Linked DNA regions of Mus musculus: all the other regions are linked to region 5. A link is a contact called in public promoter capture Hi-C data. All regions are on one chromosome and are shown on one strand. Each heading gives the region's core, a stretch centred on a gene start, on an enhancer-like site or on the middle of the called end of the contact. The rest is flanking DNA. Distances are from core to core; before and after follow the strand shown. Region 1 holds the start of H3c15 (H3 clustered histone 15). Region 2 holds the start of Otud7b (OTU domain containing 7B). Region 3 holds the start of Sf3b4 (splicing factor 3b, subunit 4). Region 4 holds the start of Zfp687 (zinc finger protein 687). Region 5 holds the start of Golph3l (golgi phosphoprotein 3-like). Region 6 holds the start of H4c14 (H4 clustered histone 14).

Region 1 (3,148 bases), core at 537-3,036, 650 kb before region 5:
GTTATTTCGATTCCTTATGTACAAATCTGAGTGGCAAAAAAATAATTTTAGTAAACCCCAGGCGAACTGTACTTGGTCTTTTCAAGCACTCTCAGATGTGTATGGATTAAGAAAATAACCTTTAAATTTAACGATTTTAAAGTAAGGCTCCCAGCGATAAACGCTTAAAATGAAACAAGTAGGTTTTACACTGTTTCAAGTAGAAAAATAAAGAGGCTATGAGAATTATCCGCTACTCCTTAGGTATAAAAAACTAAATTTCCAGTATTCCTCGAAGGAAAACCTACACTTAAGTAAGTGATTAACTCAGGCCCTCTTGGATGCAGGGCACACTTTGCCAGCTTCCAGAGCAGGAGAAACAGCGAGCAAGCCCAGCCGCCCGGCGACCCGCGGAGTGTCGCAACGACGGCCGCACGCAAATGAAGCCACCGAGCACGCGCGTCGTGATTCGCGCGTTCCAGGGCGGCGCCGGGGCGAGGGAGCCGGTCTTATGTAAATGAGAGGCTTCTGTCCGCGCGCTCCTATTGGCCACGGCGTCAGGACGCGTGTGAGCCAATGAGAGCGTCGGGCGGACAATCGGGTCTGCGTCTATAAAAGGGTGAGGCGTCGGCGCCGGAGTACCGTTTCCTGGTTGTGGCCGTTCGTCTGTTTGCGCTTTCGTGATGTCCGGTCGTGGCAAGCAAGGAGGCAAGGCCCGCGCCAAGGCCAAGTCGCGGTCTTCCCGGGCCGGGCTACAGTTCCCGGTGGGGCGTGTGCACCGGCTGCTGCGCAAGGGCAACTACGCGGAGCGTGTGGGTGCCGGCGCGCCGGTATACATGGCGGCGGTGCTGGAGTACCTAACGGCCGAGATCCTGGAGCTGGCGGGCAACGCGGCCCGCGACAACAAGAAGACGCGCATCATCCCGCGCCACCTGCAGCTGGCCATCCGCAACGACGAGGAGCTCAACAAGCTGCTGGGCAAAGTGACGATCGCGCAGGGCGGCGTCCTGCCCAACATCCAGGCCGTGCTGCTGCCCAAGAAGACGGAGAGCCACCATAAGGCGAAGGGCAAGTGAGGCCACTGCTCGCGTCGGCCCGCGTCTCTGTGATATAACCCCCGCGAGCTCCTAAAAAGGCTCTTTTCAGAGCCACCCACTGAATCAGATAAAGAGTTGTGTCACGGTAGCCGGTCTTGGTGGCCTTTCCTGGCCCTGCCCCAAAAGTAAGAGTGTCGTGTCCTCTGCTTCCTTGCCCATCCTGCCCGTGGTTCCCCCTGGTAGTTAGTCTGTTGTCGCTCTTTGGTTCATGCCCTGCCTCGGCGGAGCGGATACGCGGTTCTCGCTGACCGTCCCAAGCATTTAGCCCCTATCTGCCCACACCCTTGTCCTACACAACACTGTCCCTCACTCAGCGTCCACCCGCCTGACCCTTCCCAGGACTAAGACTCAACTAGGACGTCTAGGCCAATCTAGACATAAGTCGCAGTCAGCCGCGCTCTCGTCCGGTCCTTGGGGAATGTCTAGGAGGAGGAGGTGTCCCGCGAGGACTGGACGCGGCCGGCTCTAGGGATCATGGGGGACTGGGGCTGGGACTGTGGCTGTGGCTGGGCGGTGCTGCACAAACACTAGATTAGTTCTGCCCTGGGACTTTGGGCGGCGGGCGGGGGCGCGCGAGCTCCTCTTGGGCAGAGCCGGGACCCGCCCTCTACGGGCAGCTGCCAGACGTGGCTCCACCCTCGCAGAACGTTGGCAAGTGGACCGGGCGCGGGGCTGGACGTGGGGGGCGGGTGGGGGCGGGTCAGGTGGCGTGGCGGGCCCGAGCCAATGGGCGAGGTCGGGGCCGGTGACGCCACGGCCAATGGCGCGGCAGCGCGGGAGTTTCAAGTCGCTGTCTCCGCCCCGCCGCGGGGAAGACTGCGCCTATAAAGGCGGCCGGCTCGGGCCGGTATCAGGTCCCCGAGTGCTCCTCGTTTGGGTGTCTTCCGTCTTCGCCATGGCCCGTACGAAGCAGACTGCCCGCAAGTCCACCGGCGGCAAGGCCCCGCGCAAGCAGCTGGCCACCAAGGCCGCCCGCAAGAGCGCCCCGGCCACGGGCGGCGTGAAGAAGCCGCACCGCTACCGGCCCGGCACCGTGGCGCTGCGGGAGATCCGGCGCTACCAGAAGTCGACCGAGCTGCTGATCCGCAAGCTGCCGTTCCAGCGCCTGGTGCGCGAGATCGCGCAGGACTTCAAGACGGACCTGCGCTTCCAGAGCTCGGCCGTCATGGCGCTGCAGGAGGCGAGCGAGGCCTACCTGGTGGGGCTGTTCGAGGACACCAACCTGTGCGCCATCCACGCCAAACGCGTCACCATCATGCCCAAGGACATCCAGTTGGCCCGCCGCATCCGTGGGGAGCGCGCTTAAGCGCCCTGTCTCCCATCCATTCCCCACAAAGGCTCTTTTCAGAGCCACCACAGCTTCCCGGAAAGAGCTGTTTACTTCGCTTAGAGCTTTGTCCGCACATTATCCCGCTCCATAGCTCTAGGTTGGTATCTGACTTATACCTGTTATGTCTACATAATGGTTGCTTTCAAGGAAGGTTTGAATGCCCTTAGTGTAAGTTGTTTAACGTTAATTGCGGTCTTATTCAGACTCCTAGCTTGTTAACCCGAAGTAGGTTCACCACCTCAGTCTAAGGGGAGGGGATAATCTTACGGAGGGTTGGGGCTTGGTGGATACTATGTAATGTTCCTACCCAGCTGGAGCAGAGAAGGCTTTGTAAGTAGCTGAAGGCTGAGATCTAGCTTACAGCTCATAATTACATCACCAGACTTCTGGACGACTGAAGATTATTGTTGCTCATTTAATGCAATGTCTGAGGCTTACGGGGCTCAACGTCGGTGGTAAGTGGACTATGAGTAATATCCAGTGATAAAGCTTTGTTCTCTAACACTTGATTAGAAGACCTGCTAGCTACTTGGGATTCAGCATTTATTGCTATGATATGGTTCAATGGCAATTGGGTAGTTTTTCCTCTTACTCCTATTAATTTACTTCAAAATGACAACTCCATTCCCCCCTTCCCACTTTGGCAGGCACCTTTCTGGACCGAAATACACTGGATATCAAAGGGGAATCCCTTTACAATTCCTTAGCGTGAGGACAGTCTTTGCAGGGGTGGGTGTCGGAC
Region 2 (3,053 bases), core at 90-2,589, 520 kb before region 5:
AGCATCCTAAAAGACCTAAGTATATTGTAGGAAAAGCCAAAGACCCACAAATTACCAGCTTCTAAATAAAACACCCTATGTAGTATTCACAAAAAGATAAAGAAAGCCAAAGTCAAAGCGGGTTAGCGATTGGCTTTGCAGTCATGAAAATTCCCTAAGGGGAAAAAAAAATTTGGGGGAGGGGGAATAACCTCTTAGATCAAATCTCACCAGTTCGCTTCTCTCAACTTCCCCATTTTTACATGTGTCTTGTGCCCAGAAAAGACACCTATGTTAGACTGACACTCTATCACCAGAGAAGAGAGACAGACTCTGAGGGCTGGTCCTTGTGAGCCGACAGGCTAAAAATACGCCGGCCCAGTAAACAAATCCCATTCCATCTCAACAGGAGCCACACCGTTAACCTAGTAATTATGAGAAGAGTGCGATCACACAGCCCCCAGCTTACTCATCATCAGCTTCTAAAGTTTCCATCAGCGCACAGAAACTTTTTTTTTCTGAAGTCCATAAGCCTGCCCTAGAATTTCTACACCTACACTCACCACAGTCTCTCTCTCCTCTCTCCTCTCTCCCCTCTCCCTCTCTCTCTCCTCCCTCCCTACCCCCCTTCCTCCATTACTGGACGCACCTCAGTTTGGCTATCGTTAAGAACAAACTTGGCTTTTCTTTTTTACTTTTATAGTGACTTTAAAAGAACTTTATCCTACTTGGGGGGGGGGGGCTGCATCTAGACCACCCTAAAACTCCGCCATCCGTCTCCCAAAGTCTAGCTGACAAGAGGGGACTATCCAAACTGCCCAGCACAGCTGGGGAAGGGACAGGAACCGCCGGCCAGGGCTGAGAGCGCAGGACGCAGGTGAAAGATTGGCGTGAAGGAGGAAGGTGGGGACCAAGCAGAGAGCGGGTGCTCAGGGGGAGATGGCTTCAGGTGAAGTCTCGTCAGAGAGAGTGAGCAGTGGAGCTCGACGACGCAGAGTTGGGGCGCTGGAGAGGCGGGAGGAGCGGGGAGGAGATGGGGAGGGTGTCAGGGCTGGGGTCTCCGTTACCCTCGCGACTCTCGGGGCAAGGCTCTAGGCCGGGGCGGAGCGCGGGGCCCGGCCGCCTCGCCTCATTCCTCGGCAGTGACCCCGGGGTCCAAGCGGCCCCTCCCCCGACGACGATGGAGGCGGAGGCGGACACTGCGACCGCGGCTGTTGCTCTCCACAGGAGATAGAGCTGGAGCCAAGCCGGGACTGACCGGAGCTGGCCTCTTCCCAATGGCTTTCCGCCGGCTCCTCCACACCGGGTCGCCACTCCGACTCCAGCGGCTGGTTCAGGATCGGTGGCTTTCGGCCGTCCGGCCGGAAACAAGCGCCCGTTTCCGGCCGGAGCGGGTTGGCGGTGACACCCTAGCCGCCCCCGGGCCTCCTCCCGCCCGGCGCGGCCGGCCCCGCCCCGTCCCGCCCCGCCCCTCCCCGCAGCAGCCCCGCCCTCGGGACCGCTTTGGGGCTGTGGCCGGTTTGGCGCTTGCCCGGCGCGTGACCCCGCGCGTTTTTGGCTCGCGTCCCCGAGCCCCCGGGCGGAGGCACTTTTGAGCGGGAGCTGGGAGCTCGGCATGGACTGTTAAGACTTTGGGGTCGCATCAGTTGGCGCCAGCCCTAAGGGAAGAAATGGAGACTGGCGGAGTAGCTTTCGAAAGGTGAGAAGGATAAAAATACTTGAGAAGGTTGAAATTCTAGTTACTCCACGCAATCCTGGACCAACCAGACTGAATTGAACATCGCTTCTTACAAACCAGCCCCACCCAGCTATGCATTCCCCTTGTTCCTTCACTCTTGACGTGAACGTACCCTTTGCTATATTCACTTGCATAACAATACTCCCTTAGTAACATCCCTGCCACAGTCAGTTTTTTAGTTAATGTTGTAAAAACACATTGTCAATGTGTTTTTACAACATTACAGCATAACTCAATGCCTTTACTTATTGAAGCCCTACTGTTGTAAAAGCACTGTATTCTGGAAGACTGGAAATAGAAAACGCAACAAGACATAAATCCCAAGCATCAGCAATCTAACAATTTAGTATTAATAGAATTCACTGAAATATTTTATATAAAGCAAAACAAACATATATGTCACGGAGGTTACAATGAGCTGTGCCTAGGAGCACACAAACAAGCCATCTCAGCCTTTCATGTTTGTAAAGGAATATGGACTGCTTCCAGAAGAACTACTTTATTGAAAACACAAAAATGGGCCCAGCTTATGCTATACTCTAACCAAATGAATCCTAAAATTTAACTCAGATCTCTAGAATCCACACATTCAAGGCAGTGTTTATTATCAAAATTATGTTCACTGGGTTTATGTAAAAGCATAATGCAGTTGGCTCTTCATTTTCCTCAGTATTCGCTGAGAATTTTGGTTTCTAATGGGGAAGGATAGAGCACAGAATTATCCAGACTAGGAACTGACACCTGAAACAGGAAACCCACTGGAAAAATACCCTTAAGTTTAGAGTTGAAAGTTTAGGGCTGAACCTAAGGCCACGTATACATGTCTCAGCCAAGCAAAGTAGCTGGTGCCTTTGGAAGATACCACAACTTACAATGCAACTTAGCAAGCCAGAGCTTAGAAGATCCAGGGAGTACCGATTGCAACTACTATTTTGTGACAAATTTGAGAAGAGGGTAGGATTTGGTCTCACTGAATTCCGTAGATCATACTAGCCCCTGCTGGCTAAGTCTGATGTGGGAAGGCAGAACTCTGCAAAACTGAGAGCTGCTTTCACACTCATCGATTAACTATGTTTAACACACTTTCACACACTCCTTAGGACCAGGTATGGAGCTCAAAGGCTCTCTCCACCTTAAGTACAAGGCAGAGGGGTTGGTTTTGTTGTTGTTGTTGTTTTGTTTTTGTTTTTGTTTTTGTTTTTGTTTTTGTTTTGTGGCAATGACCACAAAAAGTGGTCCAGATTAAAAAGTTGAGCCAAGTTGCTGGTCAAAGCCATTTAAGCGATCGCACATTGTAGGCCTGCCTGGAAATTTAGGGATCAGGAAGTGATGGGGT
Region 3 (2,845 bases), core at 144-2,643, 580 kb before region 5:
ACAGTGATAGGACGGTTACACAGGTACTGCCCGTTCATGGCCTCAATTGCTGCATCCGAAGCATCGAAGGAGGCAAAATTAATGAAGGCGTAACCCTTGGAGTTGCCTGTGTCAGGGTCCCGCATGATCTTGGGGGTCTGTAGGATGACTCCAAAGGCGCTGAAAGTATCGTAAAGCAGCTTTTCATCAATTTCTGGGTCCAGATTTCCAATGAAAATGTTGGCTCCCACATCCAGGTTTTTGTTGTGAGCTGAGGCCTTGTTCACCCGTATTGGCTTTCCATAGAGTTTGATCATGTTCATAATCTTAATGGCATAGTCGGCATCTTCCTCGCTCAGGAATTCAACAAAGCCATAGCCTGGGGAATCAATGAAAAAAACAAAACAAAACAAAAAACAAACAAACAAAAAAAACCCATCATTCAGGGGAAGAGACTCAAAATGAAACATTAACTCCCCAGCCTTCAAACACAAAGAACATAATAGATAATAGCTGGGCGACTGCACGTGCACGTGCTTTTAATGCCACCACTTCGTAGCAGAGGCAGGTGGAGCTCAAAGATCGTGACCAGCCTGGTCTACAGAGCAAGATCTAGGACAGCCAGGACTACACAGAGAATGGTTGAGAATGGTTCCAGAAACTAGAGCTAAGAGAAAATATTCCAGAAACTGGGAATTGAAGCTGAAGGAGAAAGCAATCTTTAGGTTGCTCATTCCAAAGGCGCTGTGCCTAGCGGCTGAGCCTCTTCGGGGCCGGTTAACCCTCTCCAGGGCTGATTCCTGCCCCGTACCCTACTCACCCTGGTGCTGGCCAGTGACTCTGTCCTTGGGCATGTGGGTGTTGACCACTGGCCCTGCCTGGAGAAAGAGCTCCCACAGCAGCGGCTCACTCACTTTCTCGTCCAGACCGCCCACGTACACCGTGGCATCTAAAGGGAAGAAGCAGGCGATGAGGAGTCGGCAGTGAAAAAGAAGACAAAAACCAAAAACCGTCGCCTAAAGCCCTGAAATTCCCTCTGCCACCATCATCTAGAAAATCTGCTACGTCTAATTTGGCATTCTTGCTGGTCCGGTACTCCCGGGAGGCTTTTGTCTTCTTGGTGGAGGGAGCTGATCTAGAAGCATCGCTTCTCACAGGCCTCGGCCTGCACCCGGCCTCGCGGCCAGCCAGGTGCCCAGAGGTCGGTGTCCCACCGGGGGGGATCTCGTCTACCACCCCAGGGGGAACGCTTCCGGCACTAATCTTCCCTCCACTTCCCTGCTCCTATCTTGGGCTCTTCTCTCCCAATTACCCTGATTCCGTTCGGAGATCGGTCCGGCAGCCATGGCGAAGGGGCTCCCGCCGTCTCTAAGCAGCAGCACCGCCCCCTGACCTCAGTTACAACTTCCACTTCCGGGCCAAGGCTCACGTTGGGCGGGGCCGGCGCCGGGGGGGGGGGGAGGAGCCGGAAGCGATCGCGGCCATCTTAGGGGTCGGAGTCTTGTCTTTCGGAAGGGAAAGGCGCTCTAGGGCTGCTGCTGTAGTCGGGGCGGAACGGATGTGCTCAGCCCGTCTCGACACAGTTAACTAAAGCCCCGGATGCTTCCAGACTGTTAGAGGCTCACACGGCTCCCCAAACGCACATTCAAGTGCAAAACCAGGCTTTGTACGTTCTGTGACGCAGAGTTGTGTCCTAAGTGCAGGGCCAGGACTGCCTTCTGGAGCGACCTATTATTTAGTGAGGTCCACGACGCTCGTGCAGACTCGCCCTCGGCCTAGACTTGAGCCTGAGGTATTTTGTTTTCCCCTAAGTGTCAAATCTCCGCTTATCTTGGGAAATCTGGGACACGAAACCGGGTTGGGTTGCGGGCTGGTATCGAAGCTTTAAGGAGCAGACATGGATCTCTTGAGTTAAAGGCCAGCCAGGTCTACAGAACGAGTTCCAGGACAGCCATGGCCACACAGAAAACCTGTCTCAAAAAACAGAGTTCCAGCTGGCCTAATAGACACATAGAGACCATGTCTCAAAAAAGGTGTGCGGACCCCTTCCCCCATATTTTATGTGTATTTCTTCCAGGCCACGCCTGACTTGGATCCTTTATTTCCTTACAATAATTTGGGTGTTTTTCTCAGTTCACACCCTCCCCTCCACCCCCACGGCTTTGCTGAGATCTTCATTCAACACAAGAAAATACCAGCAATGTGTAGAAATACTGTGCTTTAATGAACTCCTTAAATAGAAACGCTGCTATGAAAATATACAGTGGGAGGAGACGGTTTCTCCCTTATTCACCTCGTTCCCACAGAAGACTAAGAAAAGATTTCAAAGTAGTGTAGAGAGGTTGCGAATGAGGTCTCTAGGACATCATTGTTGGGACTGATGAAAAGGGTCTCTCATGTCACAGTTTTGACGGCCATCCAAAAGGTACAGAATTGCCTGGGAAAAGGGGCAATCACATTCTGAACTGGTCTTGTTTCTTAGTTTTCAAATCACAAGAAATGAAAATAGCCCCAGAAATCAAACAAATCGGGAGACCTTTAGGTTGGTAGCGCCACCATCTGCTACAGAAACGGGCCTTCTAAGTGAACTCTGCAGACTGGAATGCCAAAGCTGAGGCGTCAAGGTCAGACAGGAAGATGAGCAGAGACCCCTGCCCTGCCTCTGAGAACGACGCTAACAAACAGTTTCAGCAGATCTGAGAGAGGATGGTATTCGGATCTCTTTTCTTGCTCTGGTCCTCGGGAGATATTCTTGGTGTCCATTGTCTTAACAGTTCCTGAAGGTGAGAAAGCTCATCCTGAAGGGCAGAGACTGTGAGAGCTGAGGAGCCCATCTGGGGAGGGGCAAAGCGCACAGAGGAAGACT
Region 4 (2,871 bases), core at 36-2,535, 570 kb after region 5:
ATAATCAGTATCGCCAAAACAAAACAAAAACACTCGCCAAGCTGCTATGTCGGTGGGCTGCTTGCTTGGACTGGGTGAAGCACTAGGTTCCACTCCGAACACTGCAAAAAGTGAAAATAAAACAGAAATTTAAAAACCCTTGTCATTTGAAACGGCTGCGGTCGCGGTGGGCGGCGGCGGCGCGGGGCCAGGGTAGAGAGCGCGCCAGGTGGCACACTGGGCCTGCAGATGGATCCAGCAAAAACCTGAGCCAGCGCAGGTGGGTGAGTGTCAAGGCAATTCGTCTCCCTGGCGACTCCGCCCCTTTTCCCACCTCCAAGGGGCGGGGCAGCAAAGCGCGGGAAAGCTCAACGGGAACAGTAATGCCAGCTCCCGTCAGGGGCGGAGAAAAGGGAGCTCTCTTAAATGGGAAATAGATCTGGGCTCCCTCCTTCTCTCGCGTAAGAAGCCTATCAGCATACTACCTTAAGCTCTCCTTGGTTGTGGCCCAGGCCACGCCAGCACTTCCCAACGTCACCTCCCCCACTTCCGGTCGCAGCGTGTCCCAGGTCTCAGGTCTCGGTGGTTCCGGTTTCTTTTACACTCGGAATCCCAAAGTCTGTCCAGCTCTCCCGCAGAGGGAGGGGCCGTGCGTGGTGCGTACGCCCAGAGGCAGGCGGACGCCAGAACCGCATCCATCCGGATTATAAAGCAGTTTAGACTGCGAGGAACCCCAGGCAATGGTCACCCCGATGACGTAATGTTTGGGGGTGGCACCTCATTTTGTGACCCCCAGCACCGCATCCGTTCGAGCGCGGCTTAGCCTGAGGAAACGGCACGAACACTTAAAACACCCAGGTTCCACACGGAGCCGACGAGGTTCCCCTAGACGCGCCGCCATACAGCTAGAGTTCCTAAGTTTGTAGATGTGAGGCACAGTGTCCAGCTTCGAGCGACCAATGGAGAGAGGATGGCTACGCTTCTGAGCTAGCTAGTCACCCCTCGCAACCCAAAGCGAAGACTAAGGCTGGCTTCTTGCTAAGCGACAGCGGCGGCGGCCAATGGCTTTCGGGCTGCTCAGACAGGGCAGGTGGACTCCGGAGCAGCCAATGGGGAGAACCTTCTCCACAGGGCCCAGGCCCTTTGTCCAATAGTGATGAGAAGACTATGAGGGGCCAGTTCCGAGCGGGGTATGGAGGGCCAATCCCATACGGGACTGGGTGGGGCTCACAGTTGAATGACAGGTCCATTAGCCAATGGCGAGTATGAAAGCGGGCAGCCCGGACTAGGAGCACGGAGGGAGCTGAGGGAGAGGGGAGGCCGAAGCGGAGAGAAGCAGGAAGTAGCGGCGGCCGCGGGGAGGGCGGCGGCGGCGGTAGCGGCGGTGGCGGCTGGAACCGGGAGGAGGCCGTAGGGTCTCAGCCCGCACCAGGATCGGAACAAGTAAGCACGCTCGCGGCAAATACCCGCCCCTGGCTCCGCCCCCCGGGGGGGCGGGTAAATACCCCTGCCCCTCCCCCACTTGGTCAACTACCCCCTTCTCCGTGCCGCCGCCCCCTGGGGCGGCTGCTGGCCTGGCCGGGTCGCCGCCTTCTTCTTCGAGGACCACCGGTGGGAACTCCAGTTTGCTGGAAGCACGGCCCCCTAGCCTGGTAACGTGGGAGGGGGTTCCTGGACCCCTAAGTCCTGGCGCTCTTAGACTGAGAGGCAGTCAGAGTGCGGCCGGGGGACTCGAGGCTGCGGGATGTCGCGACCTAAAATGGTGTCCGTGCCGGGCGGTGGGGGCGGGGGAATTGGGCCCAGCAGGAGAGGAGCCTGCATCCCGACCGGGTGCTGGTCAGCGTCCGGACCCAGGCAGGACTCAGGCTAGCGCCTCGATCCTGGCGAGCTCCTTGCAGTCACTCGGGTCTGGGGAGAGCCTCTGGGGGTCAGAGACAGGGCAAGCTGCCCGGCGCGCAGAGATGAAGGGGACCAGGTTCGAGTCTGGACTGACCTGGCTGCAGAGCTTAGAATCACGCAGGGACCGCCCCCTCTTGTGTCTCCACTCCCCTCGCGCCACTCCCCACTGCCGGGGAGTCCTGGCCCCCAATGTGCAGCGCCGCAGATCCTAAGGGCCTGGCCTCACCGAGGCCCTCCCTTGAGTTCTTAGCCGGTGAAAGTGAAAGAAGCACCACTCGCCTCAGTTTACCCTTTAGTTTTTAAATGTACTTCTTGTCCCCTACCCGAAACCCCGGACTTACTTTCCGCGCCAGTCCCTGGCAGATGGCAGGGACTTAAATGCCGCCCGCTGCCCAGCTTGGCCGCAACCTAATCGCCCCTGGCCGTGCTCTGGCCCCTTCCTTTTGCTCTGCGCTGTAGGCCTTGGGCAAAGGGCAATGGAGCCCCCACCCTACCGGTGTCTGTTCACCCTTTTCTTGTTAAGCCCCCTTTGCTTTTGAAGAACAGAGGGGGAAAGTAGGTAGGGAGATGGCAGCTCCACAGGCCTGGCGGCTGAGTGGAGGATCTTCATTGGCCTTAAGCCTCTGTGTTTGGCCCACTGTCTGCTCCAGGTGGCTATCGGATGACCTCCAAGTCACTTGCACGCCAGAGGGAGGTGGTTGGGAGAGGTAGGTTCGCAGGTGTTTTCTTAGTCCCCATTGGTTTGTACTCCACCGACCCACCCTGCTGGGAGCTTGAGTGGGAAGGTAGCCCAGGCTTCCCGACCCGGGAGAGCTGAATTGAAGAGGGACCTAGCGATTCATCTGGGTTAAAACTAAGGGCTTTGTTCAAACCCAGAATGTGCAGAATTAAATAGAGGGGTAATGTACAAGGAGGACTACCCTTTCTTCCTCTAGTTGGTACCCTTGTCCCCCACCCCCACCTTGGTCCGGGCAATGCCAGCCGCCACCTGCT
Region 5 (3,005 bases), core at 504-3,003:
ATGGTGGCTGACAACCATCTGTAATGGGATCTGATGCCCTCTTCTGGTGTGACTTCTTCAGACAGTGTACTCATATACATGAAATAAATAGAATGTCTTTTTTTTTTTAAGTATAGAATAGGGTTTATTAAGGGCATGGGGAGGGGAGTTACGAGGGTAGTAGAGGCAGAGAAAGAGAGTAGAGAAGTAGAGGAGTCATGAGCACGTGGAGAGAGAGGTGGGACGGGAATGGGGAGAGAAAGGGGAAGGGAAGCAGGGAAAGAGCAAGGGAGGAGCAAGAGACCAAGAGGGCAAGAACTAAAATAAGTCTTTTTAAAGAAAGAATTCATTCAAAAAAGAAAAAGAAAAAGGGGCTAGAATATGGCTCAGTGTTACAGTTACAGCATAGTGTTATTTAGCATATATAAGGTCCTAAGTACCATTCCCATAAATGGGGGAAAAAAAATCTGAGCACACACCCTTTTATACTAAGCATTACACTTGTCTAAGTCATCTGTGATAAAGCTTAAAGTTAGCACAGTTCATACAAATGTAAATGTATTTTATTTTTCGTTTGTTTAGAACGAAACAAAACAGGGTTGCTCTGTGTAAATGTCCTAGCTATCTTGGAATTCATTATGTAGACCAGGCTGGCCTTGAACTTAGAGATCCACCTGCCTCTGCTCCCCAAGTGCTGGAATTAGAGGTGTGTCACCACTGCCTGGTATAAATGTCAATTTTTATGATTAAAAGCAAGTCAAAAACTATCAGCAATTATATATCTTTGAGGTCAAAAGAATAATATTTAAAATGTGCTATGGTTGTGCCTAGTTCAACAATTTTATCTTGCTTTCTTTCTGCCTCTGATCCTTGTGATCTTGGAGTTTTCTTCCTTTTCCTTTCCTCCCTAAATACTGTCTGTCCAGTCTTTGAAGGCCTACTAAAGACAAGTGAGGCCTTAAGGTGAATTCTATCTCTCCACTATGCATATATTAAACACTTAGAAATGGATTTTTCTTCAGTTGTATGTAAACAGAAATTTATACTTAAGCCCTTTAAAATGTTTATTATAGTCCCTCTTTTGTTATGGCTGTCTGTTACATTAAACTTCTCCAGGGCTGAAATATTGTCATCTTTTAATTTTTATATTCTCCATAGCAACTAGCACAATATCTTTAACGTTTTAACTGCTCAAATAAATATATACTCATTAAACAGCACCAGAAATACACACCAAGAGTCTTACAAACAATTCTTCATACAAGCGTATATTTCAAATATAATTTTCAGGGGAAGTAAGAAGAGTGAAGGAACAGAACACAGAACAATGCCTTAGGGTGCCAATTCCATTTGGCATTATTTCCAAACCCAATCCAAGAAACTTTAACACCCCGGGGAGAATGGGGGCAATTTTCTTTGAGGAATTCATCATTTCCCTGTGGCCACTTATTAGTTAAAATACCCTACTTGAAAACATGATGAGCAACAACAAATAAGTAAAAACCACCCTTTCTCTCTAAAGTAAAATACTGACCAGCTCTGTTGGATGTTAAGAAGTGTTATATTTGCTCACCTGACGTTGCTCCTGAGCTGCAGTGGGACGTAGGCTGCAGTTCGCGCTCTCGTTTTGGAGGGCACCTGTTTCCCGTACCCTAGGCGGGTTCCAGTAGGTGAAAAACTTCTCAGCCACACAGAGAGTACAAACTTCCTGATCCTTCGTTGCAGAGAGGGAATAACACATCAGCTTCCTCAGGATCACTAGGCAACCTACCTTGGTGTTTCTTCATTGGGCCAATCAGAAACCCCCAAGTTTGACTCTAGCCAATCGGAGCTTACGAGGGGAGGTCCTCCGGGCTATTGTGTTGCGATCCAGACAAACATCACCAAAAGGAGGCAGGTTTGGGTTCAACCTGACAGCTGGTCTGTCCAATGAAGGAACCTCGGTGGCTGCGAGGAAAAGGCTGCATCCCACCCCGATGAAATTACCCAATCAAAGTATTCTGTGAGATAGCACAGTGCTGCCAATCACGAAAGGATTCTGTTGGCCAATTTCAGTGTAGCAGGTGTTTTTCTGTAGCTGTCTGTATTGGCACTGCTGGTTAAGAAATGTTGGCATCCAAGCAATAAGGCTAAGAGTAAACTCTGAGCTTAACTTTGCCTCTAGAAAAACGTAATCTGACTCGGTTTGTGCTGTTTATACTGAACAGCATGGGTACTATTACACACATAACAGCTCTAGAGGGATGTTATCCCACTTTGATAATCCTGTAGCTACTGTACAGTTTGGAATATGGCTGCTAAAATTACAAGACGGAAACAGATCAAGTTTTTAGGTCTTCCTTTTCTGAAGCAAAGGAAGCAAATAGCTTGGGTGGGGCTAGGTTCCAGGTCTCTCAGCAAAACAATTGTTCACACTACCACTCAAAAGTTCTAAAATGTGTCCACCTCGCGAAAGATATACTTACTTAAATTCTCTCAAAATTAATAGCTGAACACTTTCTGTTAATTAAATAACTAGAAGCCCTGAAAGACCCTGCACACTGAGCATCTTAGTCATGGTATTAAGATGCCGGTCTTTTTTTTATTGGCCATTGCTTTTATCATTTTTGCTCTAAATACATATTTAAAAGTTGTTAATAGGGCTGGTGAGATGGCTCAGCGGTTAAGAGTGCCGACTGCTCTTCCAAAGGTCATGAGTTCAAATCCCAGCAACCACATGGTGGCTCATAACCATCTGTAATGAAATCTGATGCCCTCTTCTGGTGTGTCTGAAGACAGCTACAGTGTACTTACATATAATAAATAAATAAATATTAAAAAAAAAAAGTTGTTAATAACACACTATATCAAAATAGCAAACATTGTTTTAATAGCACCAAGTAAATGGTACAGTTTTAACATAAGTAAAAAGTGTATCCTTACAGAATTTTAAAGTCAGAATAAACACTTCAAAAATGGTTTTAGAGGGCCTTAAAACTTAACACATTTAAAAAAAAAGCTTTCTTTAAAATAGAAGGCAGGTTGTA
Region 6 (3,136 bases), core at 570-3,069, 670 kb before region 5:
GGGAAATAAATCACCCTTAGGAGAATAGACAGGGACAGGTTAGTCCTGAGACAGCGTCTGTCAGGAGTGGGCTCAGGTCTCACCCCTGAAAAGAGAACAACGTTATTGTTGCCCACCCCTGTCCACACCCCCTTCCCTACTCCCTTCCCACCCCCTTTCCCACTCAGGATTTTCTGCAAACAGGATAAAATATTGATATCTTTTGCAGGTTCCACTCTTAAACAAATCTCAACCCTTCTGCTCAAAATGATTCTCATGTCCGAAGTAGGAGAATATTCTTGATTCCCTTCACCTGAAAAGATGGTAGACTCTGAGTCTGCCTCAGGCCCTGGTACCAAAGCCCTGTCAGCCTGGCACGTGGTTGTTTTATTTTACAAGGAAAGAGGCAAAGGCAGGAGCTGTCCACCCATAAACAACTATTGAGCCTCTACTGCACTTCACCTTAAAAAGAAAGAAGACACAGAAATCACATCCCATTAGGGACATAGTCAAGGATGTGGAGAAGTCCGCACAATACAGAGATATGAAGCAACACAGCTTCCAGGGGTCGCCATGGGAATGAGAAAACAGCGGCTGCGGGATGGAGAGGCTCTGAATTCTAGGGTGCTAGTTTGGGCATGGAGGCATGTCTACAAACAGGATCTATCCATCAAGAGACGTGTATGACTGCCCAGGGTTACTGGGGTAGGAGGGAGCTCTCTTCCCTCTAAGATCTACAATTCACAGGTCTTAGGTTTAAAACATTTGAGTTGAGAGGGGAGTCTGAGCCCCCAGCCTAAGGTGACTCAAAACCTACATCTATCTACATGTCTGGAGCCAGAAAATCTGGATAGAAAAAAGGTGGTGGTGGTGGTGGTGGGGATTCATGAGCACATATAGATGTTAGAATAAAGGAACAGTCAGAACAAGGCCTATCAGATCACTTTAAAAACAAGTCCCAACCAACCCACTACCGTTCTTTCTGATGCAGAATGCTTTCTCAAGATTCTTCTATGGGTGGCCCTGGGAACGACGGACATACTAGAAGTACAGACTCCAGTTCATTTCCCAGGGCGTCACTGTATAAAGCAGACACACACTTGAAAAAGTGAATTTTAGTCTACTGCATAGTAGAGACAGTTTGGAATAACTGAAAACAAAGGGCGGGCCTCAAAGGACTTGTGGAAACGAGCGTAGCAGCATTCCCGGGCTGCTCGGCTAGTCAGCGGGCCTTTGGGTAGAAGAGCGTGGAAACCCACTGACCTCGGTGAAAAGGATCGGCGGCATCCTCAGTTTTCCTATGATCTAGTTTCTGCTTGATCTGAATAATGTGTCTCTATCAACGAAACAGGCGACTGTACGCAGAAACGCCCGCGACCTTTCCCTTCCACACACATTCCTGGGTCCTCTGCTTTCGATTGTCACGCTGGTTACTGGAACTTTTGCTGCGGTTTTTACCTAACAGGAGCTCCGGGCCCTTCAGTGCAGCGCACTCCCCCCTCATCTCTAACTTTCTCTTTCTCCGGTCTTTTGTCTTTTTAGCGTCAGTGCTTTCTAAAGTCTGTGTTATCTCTAAGTTTTATTTGGAGGAATCTGAATTCTCCGAGGGACTTCGGCACCATAATTAAGAAAATCGAAAATAAAAAAATAAAGGCTTGAGACTGTAAGGAACCGGTAGAGGGCAGAGAAGAGAAAAGAAAAACAGGAAGATGATGCAACATCCAGAGCCCGGATAATTTAGAAAGGTTCCCGCCCGCGCGCTTTCAGTTTTCAATCTGGTCCGATCCTCTCATATATTAGTGGCACTCCACCTCCAATGCCTCACCAGCTGGTGTTTCAGATTACATTAGCCATGTCTGGCAGAGGAAAGGGTGGAAAGGGTCTAGGCAAGGGTGGCGCCAAGCGCCATCGCAAAGTCTTGCGTGACAACATCCAGGGTATCACCAAGCCCGCCATCCGCCGCCTGGCTCGGCGCGGTGGGGTCAAGCGCATCTCCGGCCTCATCTACGAGGAGACCCGTGGTGTGCTGAAGGTGTTCCTGGAGAACGTCATCCGCGACGCAGTCACCTACACCGAGCACGCCAAGCGCAAGACCGTCACCGCTATGGATGTGGTGTACGCTCTCAAGCGCCAGGGCCGCACCCTCTACGGCTTCGGAGGCTAGACGCCGCCGCTTCAATTCCCCCCCCCCCCATCCCTAACGGCCCTTTTTAGGGCCAACCACAGTCTCTTCAGGAGAGCTGACACTGACTTGGGTTGTACAGGTAATAACCGTGGGTTTAGACTCGGTAAGGTAAAGACGCTAGTTTTCCTTGTGACTCAACGCTACTAGGTGTTCCGCTTTTAGAGCCATCCACTTAAGTTTCTATACCACGGCGGATAGATAGCATCCAGCAGGATAGCTCACACTGGGAATTTTAATTCCTACTTAGTGTGTGAGCTGGTTGTCAGGTCAAGAGACTGGCTAAGATTTTCTTTAGCTGTTTGGAGCAGAATTGCAATAAGGAGACCCTTTGGATGGGATGACCTATGTCCACACATCAAATGGCTATGTGGCTGTGTCCCTGTGTTTCCAATGAGTGGCTGTGCTTGACCGGATATTTGGTATTGTTTCTATGGCCCCACAACCCACCTTTTATCCTTCCTCATCTTCCCAAAAGATTTTCTTCAGGCCATGTTAGAAAGCTAGCTGCCTAGATGGAGGTCACGTAACCCTCTGCGCCAAAAGGCTACGTAAGAGAGACCGGGCGTTGTCCTGCTGCTGATTGGCTCAGTGGAAGAGTTAGGCGTATGGCCTCCTGCAGAATAAAGAGCTGGCAGCAGAAGCTTGGGCCGGACAGGCGGGAGACAAGCAGGGACAAGAACGGAACAGGGATTTAAAGAGACACGTGGTGGGACACAGTGGCAAGAAGTCGGTCGGGTTAGGTAGATGGGTTAGCTGAGGGACTGTCTCAGCAAACAGGCCAACAGCTTTATTGTATCCAGATGTCTCCGGTGTCTTTACAATTAAACACCAAGCAGGACCCCCAAAAGTCCTCGCAAAACTCCTCAGTTTAGGCATGGATCTAGGAAATAGTGGACTGGGATCGAAGCTCTGCTGGGATACAATTGCAACGACATTTTAATGTCCCATAACATAAGCAAGCCAGGTGGTGAC

What was found. Promoter capture Hi-C pulls out the DNA fragments that hold promoters and counts their contacts.
Region 1: a contact with region 5 is called in a promoter capture Hi-C map of pre-B cells, with 3 times the contacts expected there. The contact joins the promoter of H3c15 here to the promoter of Golph3l in region 5. A contact is called at or near these places in 2 of 39 promoter capture datasets (neutrophils and pre-B cells).
Region 2: a promoter capture Hi-C map of pre-B cells shows a contact between it and region 5, with 2.5 times the contacts expected there. The contact joins the promoter of Otud7b here to the promoter of Golph3l in region 5. A contact is called at or near these places in 2 of 39 promoter capture datasets (cranial neural crest and pre-B cells) and 1 of 115 datasets of contacts at active chromatin or transcription factors (pancreatic cancer cells).
Region 3: a promoter capture Hi-C map of pre-B cells shows a contact between it and region 5, with 4 times the contacts expected there. The contact joins the promoter of Sf3b4 here to the promoter of Golph3l in region 5. A contact is called at or near these places in 4 of 39 promoter capture datasets (cranial neural crest, liver, pre-B cells and 1 more) and 1 of 9 other capture datasets (pancreatic islet).
Region 4: a promoter capture Hi-C map of pre-B cells shows a contact between it and region 5. The contact joins the promoter of Zfp687 here to the promoter of Golph3l in region 5. A contact is called at or near these places in 3 of 39 promoter capture datasets (cranial neural crest, maxillary cranial neural crest and pre-B cells).
Region 6: a contact with region 5 is called in a promoter capture Hi-C map of pre-B cells. The contact joins the promoter of H4c14 here to the promoter of Golph3l in region 5. A contact is called at or near these places in 2 of 39 promoter capture datasets (liver and pre-B cells) and 1 of 115 datasets of contacts at active chromatin or transcription factors (thymic regulatory T cells).

The regions. Positions count from the first base shown.
Region 1 is chr3:96,237,765-96,240,912 of GRCm38.p6, reverse strand. It overlaps H3c15 (H3 clustered histone 15), which reads left to right and starts at 1,786. Exons shown (of 1, transcript NM_054045.4): 1 at 1,786-2,434. The coding sequence starts at 1,972. The coding sequence ends at 2,382. It overlaps H2ac19 (H2A clustered histone 19), which reads left to right and starts at 539. Exons shown (of 1, transcript NM_178212.3): 1 at 539-1,134. The coding sequence starts at 663. The coding sequence ends at 1,055.
Region 2 is chr3:96,102,813-96,105,865 of GRCm38.p6, reverse strand. Otud7b (OTU domain containing 7B) reads right to left here and starts at 1,339. Exons shown (of 12, transcript NM_001025614.1): 1 at 1,047-1,339. Gm30044 (a long non-coding RNA gene) reads left to right here and starts at 1,510. Exons shown (of 2, transcript XR_375856.2): 1 at 1,510-1,678.
Region 3 is chr3:96,171,054-96,173,898 of GRCm38.p6, reverse strand. Sf3b4 (splicing factor 3b, subunit 4) reads right to left here and starts at 1,393. Exons shown (of 6, transcript NM_153053.4): 1 at 1,292-1,393; 2 at 800-928; 3 at 1-358. The coding sequence starts at 1,325. Mtmr11 (myotubularin related protein 11) reads right to left here. Exons shown (of 17, transcript NM_181409.3): 17 at 2,181-2,813. The coding sequence ends at 2,667.
Region 4 is chr3:95,013,871-95,016,741 of GRCm38.p6, reverse strand. Zfp687 (zinc finger protein 687) reads left to right here and starts at 1,285. Exons shown (of 9, transcript NM_001357863.1): 1 at 1,285-1,422. 4930481B07Rik (a long non-coding RNA gene) reads right to left here and starts at 1,213. Exons shown (of 2, transcript XR_003954670.1): 1 at 465-1,213; 2 at 1-101.
Region 5 is chr3:95,587,682-95,590,686 of GRCm38.p6, reverse strand. Golph3l (golgi phosphoprotein 3-like) reads right to left here and starts at 1,753. Exons shown (of 5, transcript NM_146133.3): 1 at 1,553-1,753. The coding sequence starts at 1,720. It overlaps Hormad1 (HORMA domain containing 1), which reads right to left. Exons shown (of 15, transcript NM_001289532.1): 15 at 2,827-3,005. Gm40097 (a long non-coding RNA gene) reads left to right here and starts at 1,870. Exons shown (of 3, transcript XR_867468.2): 1 at 1,870-2,042.
Region 6 is chr3:96,262,000-96,265,135 of GRCm38.p6, reverse strand. It overlaps H4c14 (H4 clustered histone 14), which reads left to right and starts at 1,819. Exons shown (of 1, transcript NM_033596.3): 1 at 1,819-2,202. The coding sequence starts at 1,832. The coding sequence ends at 2,143.